Regions from separate parts of the Mus musculus genome. Here region 2 is linked to region 1. The links are chromatin contacts, called in public Hi-C maps. All regions are on one chromosome and are shown on one strand. The core of a region is the stretch at or near the end of the contact, and the rest is flanking DNA. Distances in the headings are between cores, read along the strand shown.

Region 1 (2,700 bases), core at 172-2,671:
CTGGAATCCAGAGTTTCCAGTGTAGGCACCAGCCAGCTAATAAAGATTTTCTATTGGTTTAAACCCACGTCCAAGTAGTCTTCTCTGGTGATTACCCCACAGCACAAGGACCACATGGAATGGTATTGTCTACATTTAGTGTGTGTGGGTCTTCTTGCTTTATTTAACTCAGTCTAGAAACTCCATCACAGACATGCCCAGAGGTTTGTTTCCATGGTGATCCTACATCCCACCAGGTTGGCAAGCAATACTAAGCATTAAAGAGAGATAAGAGGTTTTGAGCACTCACCTACTGGCAGATTCTGACTTACATGTTATGTATGAATTAAACAGTTGAAGTTCGAGGATGCTAAGAACAGCTATTTGGAGTTCTATCTGCCTTCCTTCTCAATCTCTTATGTCATCCATACAAGTATGTGTATACCTGCATAAACATGTGCACATACAACACACACACATATGTATTAGAATATCATCACCTTGTTTTTACTAACGTGGAATTTCCAAGAATATAATGAAGACTATGGGAAGCAGTGACTTGCAACCACCATAATCCAGGCCCTCCATATATTGACAGCTACATTAACGAAGACAAATGGTCCATCTTTTGCAGTTCTATTCCTCCATGTCCATATCAGCAGAGCTTTAAATAGAAGAATGTATGTGATGCATGCAAATCAGTAACAGGATGAAAATATCTTCCAAAATGTAGTTTGATATTTTCGTGCGGCAGAAATGTGATTAATTAGCTTTTGTGTTCCAACTGTATTTAGAGTTGGCTCTTGTTTTGTTTCACCTATGTTGTAGTATCCTCAGAAGAGCCTCCAGGTTTTATGGAGCCACCCAATTTGAATGGATTCTGTGACCTGGACTCACCATATTCAGTCCAAACTCATTAGAGGCAGGAGTCTCTGCAGTTGATCACAGTGTAGTTTTAATCCCTCTGATTGCTACTGGATTTCACAGTAGGAGAGTCAGGTAATAGTTCCAATCGTCACACTTACTGCACAGAAACTGAGGGGAAGGAATGATTGAAGGCCAGCCCAGCCCTGCAGGAGAAGGTGTGATAACTGTCAGCCCTCCCAGAGTCAGGCAGCCCATACTGCAGCAGCCAAGCCTGTTGTTTTGCAGGAAGTCTTAGCTGAAAACAATGGGACCAAAAGATGCTTTGTGAAAGACAATGACGTCCATCCAAGGGCCTCTCATTAGCTCCTTTATACTCTGCTGTTTTGCACAGACTTGTATCCAGAATTATCTTGTTTTATTAATCAGTCTGGCAGACTCACAAAGTGGGGGAAAGAGAGCATGCTTCTTAAAGGCAGGAGGGGAGGTATCCGGCAAACCTGACAGCAAAGCAGCCACTCTGTCATCCATTCAGCCCAGCTCTCACCCTGCGGAGGGCTGGCTTCTCCCACATTCCCTCTCAGCAGCACTTCTGTGAGAGGAGATGATAGCTTCCTAAAAGCACCAATTCCCAAGTGGGTGCGTGGGTTTAAAATAGCTCGCTTCTCTAAGAGGGAACAGCCCCACAGGCTTAAGTAGCTACATTCAAACCATAGTACCTTAACACAAAACAAAACAACATGATTTCTTATAAAAAATCCTGGAGATTATACAGAAACCAGTTCTGGAGACACAGGAAAGGCAGTCCTGAGAGTTAAGTTTATAGCACTTTATGCCTACATTAAAAACCTGGAAGATCTCATATTAATAGCTTTATATTGCACCTGAAAGCCCTGGAAAAACAAAACCAAATAACACCAGAAAAGAGTGCATGAGGAGAGATAATAAAAGTGAGGACTGAAATTAATTAACTAGAAGTGAAAACTAATACAAAGAATCAATGGAAGGAAGAGCTGCTTCTTTGAGAGGATTGACAAGATAAGCAAGCTTTAGACCAAAGTAAGCAAATGAAAGAAAGAGGGGAACCAAATTATTAAAATCAGAGACAAAAAAGAAAACATTACAACAGATACTGAAGAAACTCAGAGAATCCTGAGGGCATACTGCGAAGGTCTATATCCTGCTAAACCAGAAAATTTCAAAGAAACAGATTGGTTTCAAGATGAGGTTAGTAATTTAAATGGAGCCATACAGACAAATGAGATAGAAACAGTAATTGAAAATTTCCCAACTAAAAATAGCCTGGGATCAGAGGTATACAGCACAGCGTCCTACCAGGCCTCCAGAGAAGAGCTAACACCAATACTCTTAGAAATATTTTGTAAAATAGAAGAAGAGGAAACGTTTCTAAATTCTTTCTTACAACACCAATATTATCCTGATACCAAGTGCTACAAAGACCCAACAAAAAGAAAACTATTGGTTTATAACTGTGATGAACATAGACACAAAAATTCCCAACAAAATACTTGCAAACTGAATTCAAGAACATAAAAAGATCTGTGCCTTACCTCCTCTGATCAAATTGGCTCCGTGCCAGAGTGTAAGGCATGCATCAACACAATTGAACCATTATATTTATTAATCAGAAATGTAATCTACCGTGTAAACGGACTTGAGGTCAGAAACTACATAATCATTAGGTGCAAATAAGGCCTTTGACAAAACCTAACATCCTTTCATGATAAAAGCCCTAGAGAATCTCAAGCCATCATGATATAATAAAGACAATTTACAACAAGCCAAAATAATGTAACTGGAGAAAACCTTGAAGCATTTTTACTAAACTCAGGAATA
Region 2 (2,700 bases), core at 102-2,601, 140 kb after region 1:
GTTACCTGGGGTTTGTGAGGGTCACGGCTGTGTGCTTACTCAGCGCCACTCTGCCTGGACTGGACAGCAAATTGACACTTCAGTCAAGAGGCATTCTTGGGGCTGGCTGAACCTTAAGTGCACGGGAAAGGCTCAGTTTGGGAAATAATAGAGCGTATGAATGTACTGTGGCTCATTTCTTTTTAGCAATGAGTTCAAAATTTGGAGATAGCTAAATGCGGAGATACTTAGTGTGTCAGTGTTGGAGGTTTTAAGTGATTAAAAAAATCAGGCAGATGAGTGCATGAAGATTTCTATGCAAACAATGATGAGCTTAAATTAAAGCTGCTGATTTAGTGGGAGAATTACTCACATTGATTTGTAGAATATCTATATGGGTTCAAGATTCCATATTATGCAAATGAATAAACCCTGAAGAGTCAAACTGAAGGGAAAAAAAGAGAAATTATCTGTGAAAGATATTATTACCATTCAGTGAGAGGAAAATGTAGACACATTTCAAATTAACCCTTCCTTCGCACACATTCCATGGGATGACGAGCGTTGGGGACAGCAGTCCTTATCAGAATTGTAAGGAAGCTAGGCAGGCATGTTGCCATCAGTTCCCAGAATCCTCTTGCAGCCACTTCCAGGTTACACTCTGTTGCCTTTGGCCACCTGGTGTGATAGCCAGTTCCTGCCCTTCTGACCTCAAGCCAGTATCAGAAAGGGATTGTATAAATAGCGTTTTAGGAGGAAATTGGTTGCTCAGCATACCCAGTGCACTACTTCGGTGAGATGTCAGCATTTGAGCGAGAGACAGGCAAAGAAGTATGCAAGAGAGGAAGCCTGGAATGTTCCACTGTGGTGATCAGCTGATGGTCTCTGTGCCATGGTGAGTGAGGGGGTCTCGTCAGGAGCTCAGCACCGGCAGGAAGTGGAGACAGGCTGATCAGAGGACACAACCACAGTAAAATGAAGATGTAAAACATGGCTGATTTGCCACGATCTGTTATTCTGGGAGCTTCACCTGTGAGACGCTGGATTTGAATTCTTCTGCCTGTCACAGGTGTGTCATGTGACATTTAAACTCATCTTCAAGGGGGAAACAACGTGGCCAAGGGTTTGGGATTTTTGTCAGTTAATGGCAAACATCCTCTGAAATTATCCTTGAATTCATGAATATTATGGTGAGGGGAGGCCGTGCACCCAACTTCTTCCACCATCCTCTTCACTCCCCTCCCCCCAGTTTCATTGATAAAAATGGACTGAGGAAATTATTTCAGAATTGGTTTGACCTCTTCTGTTAGCACAGTGGTGCTCTCTGGACATGAAGAGAGGCTGACTGGTTAAGGGAGCAGTGCTTGTTTTAGATAAAGCCCTTGCCTGGTAAACAACTCCTGGGGGATGAAGTCAGAGTTGCTTGCTACCCCTCCAGCAACCATGCTATGTTGAGTTGGTGGCGCCATCTAGTGCCAGCCTCTGGAACTGTGCTGGACTCGGTCTTTCTCATCCGTGATATAGGGTGTGGAGAGGCTTTTCTGCCCAAGGGTAGTTCAGTGGAGAGTGCGCTCTAGTTCCTGAGGGTAAATATACCTCCATCGTCCCTTCCCCGACTCCACAGCTCTCAGAACCCTTTCCTTCTCTTCCTTTTTTCAACTCTTCCTGAGTCCTTCTCCTCCCCCTTCTTCCTGCTCTCTCTCCTCCTTACCTCAACCTCTTCTCCCTAGTCACCAGCTCTTCTCTTCTCTTCTTTGTTCTCCTCCTCCCTTCATCCTCTTCCTCCTGGGACTAAAATTGAGAATAACTATCAATACTTTTCTTTTCCCTTTGTGCGGAAGTCTCGTAGTAGACTTGGTCCTTCATTCTCTGCTAATTAGACATTTTCCCAGACTCGGTTGGTTGGGGGTGGGGCTGGGGGCTGTCTTCATTCTTCTTGGAGCCGTTGTTGCAGTAGTATTTCCCACTTGTAAGTTATACAACCTCCAGTGCACACTTTTAAGCTGGAGTGGTCTGTGGTCTGTCCTGAGATGCCCCCTGATGGGCACATTGCACTTGGCTTTGAGGAAATGCGTTCTGAGTTCCAGACCTTCCACGTGGACTTTGGGATTCTGTGTTAAATGAGAGAGCAGAACTGAAGGCACGTGGGTCAGAGTCTGGCATGAGATGGTCCTGTACAAGCCGCCAATGGGGCCTGAGTTCGTGTCTGAGTTTCAGTCTCCCTCATTCAACACTTCAATTCCCACATATGTTAAACACCTCCTATGTGGCTTTGAATGCAAGTCTCTTCCGAAAAACAGGAACTGTGCTTCGGTTACCGGTTCTTGTGGTCGATAGGGCAGCTATTTTGATTTGTCAGAGGAGAGGAAAAGCAGTTAAATCTAGTTAAAATTAAAGCCAGTTAAAATTAACTGGCTCAGGAGATTTGAATGCAGCTGTTCCACACATTGAAACACGGAGAGTGAGTTGTTTTTTTTTTAAATTTTTTTATTACCACTCCTGATTATTACTGGTCATTACTTATTTTTGAGCCAGGGTGTAGATTATCTGCATGTTTTGTTCTAACAGAGGAAAGTAATAAGTGGGCGGCGGTGGTGTGTGTGTGTGTCTGTGTCTCTGTGTGTGTGTGTCTCTGTGTGTGTGTGTCTGTGTGTGTGTGTGTCTGTGTATGTGTGTCTGTGTGTGTGTGTGTCTGTGTGTGTGTGTCTGTGTGTGTGTGTG

Evidence for each region. Hi-C and Micro-C count contacts between places; a contact is called where the count stands out from the background.
Region 2: a contact with region 1 is called in a Hi-C map of cortical neurons, with 2.0 times the contacts expected there. The contact joins two enhancer-like sites. A contact is called at or near these places in 15 of 39 promoter capture datasets (the 3T3-L1 cell line, the C10 cell line, cranial neural crest and 7 more), 7 of 484 Hi-C or Micro-C datasets (the G1E-ER4 cell line, Sertoli cells, cortical neurons and 3 more), 9 of 115 datasets of contacts at active chromatin or transcription factors (CD8 T cells, embryonic basal ganglia, embryonic forebrain and 4 more) and 2 of 9 other capture datasets (adipose tissue and liver).

Annotation. Positions count from the first base shown.
Region 1 is chr4:32,105,655-32,108,354 of GRCm38.p6, forward strand. No RefSeq gene overlaps it. Among named protein-coding and RNA genes, the nearest start is that of Gm52717, 54 kb to the right of the region's middle. Within about 2 kb of position 1,422, at least 35 of the 459 cell types and tissues checked have an H3K27ac peak or open chromatin away from gene starts, as enhancers often do. A contact at or near this core is called in cortical neurons, where this site is marked.
Region 2 is chr4:32,247,015-32,249,714 of GRCm38.p6, forward strand. It overlaps a transcript of Bach2 not described here. Among named protein-coding and RNA genes, the nearest start is that of n-TGccc3, 18 kb to the left of the region's middle. Within about 2 kb of position 1,352, at least 174 of the 459 cell types and tissues checked have an H3K27ac peak or open chromatin away from gene starts, as enhancers often do. A contact at or near this core is called in cortical neurons, where this site is marked.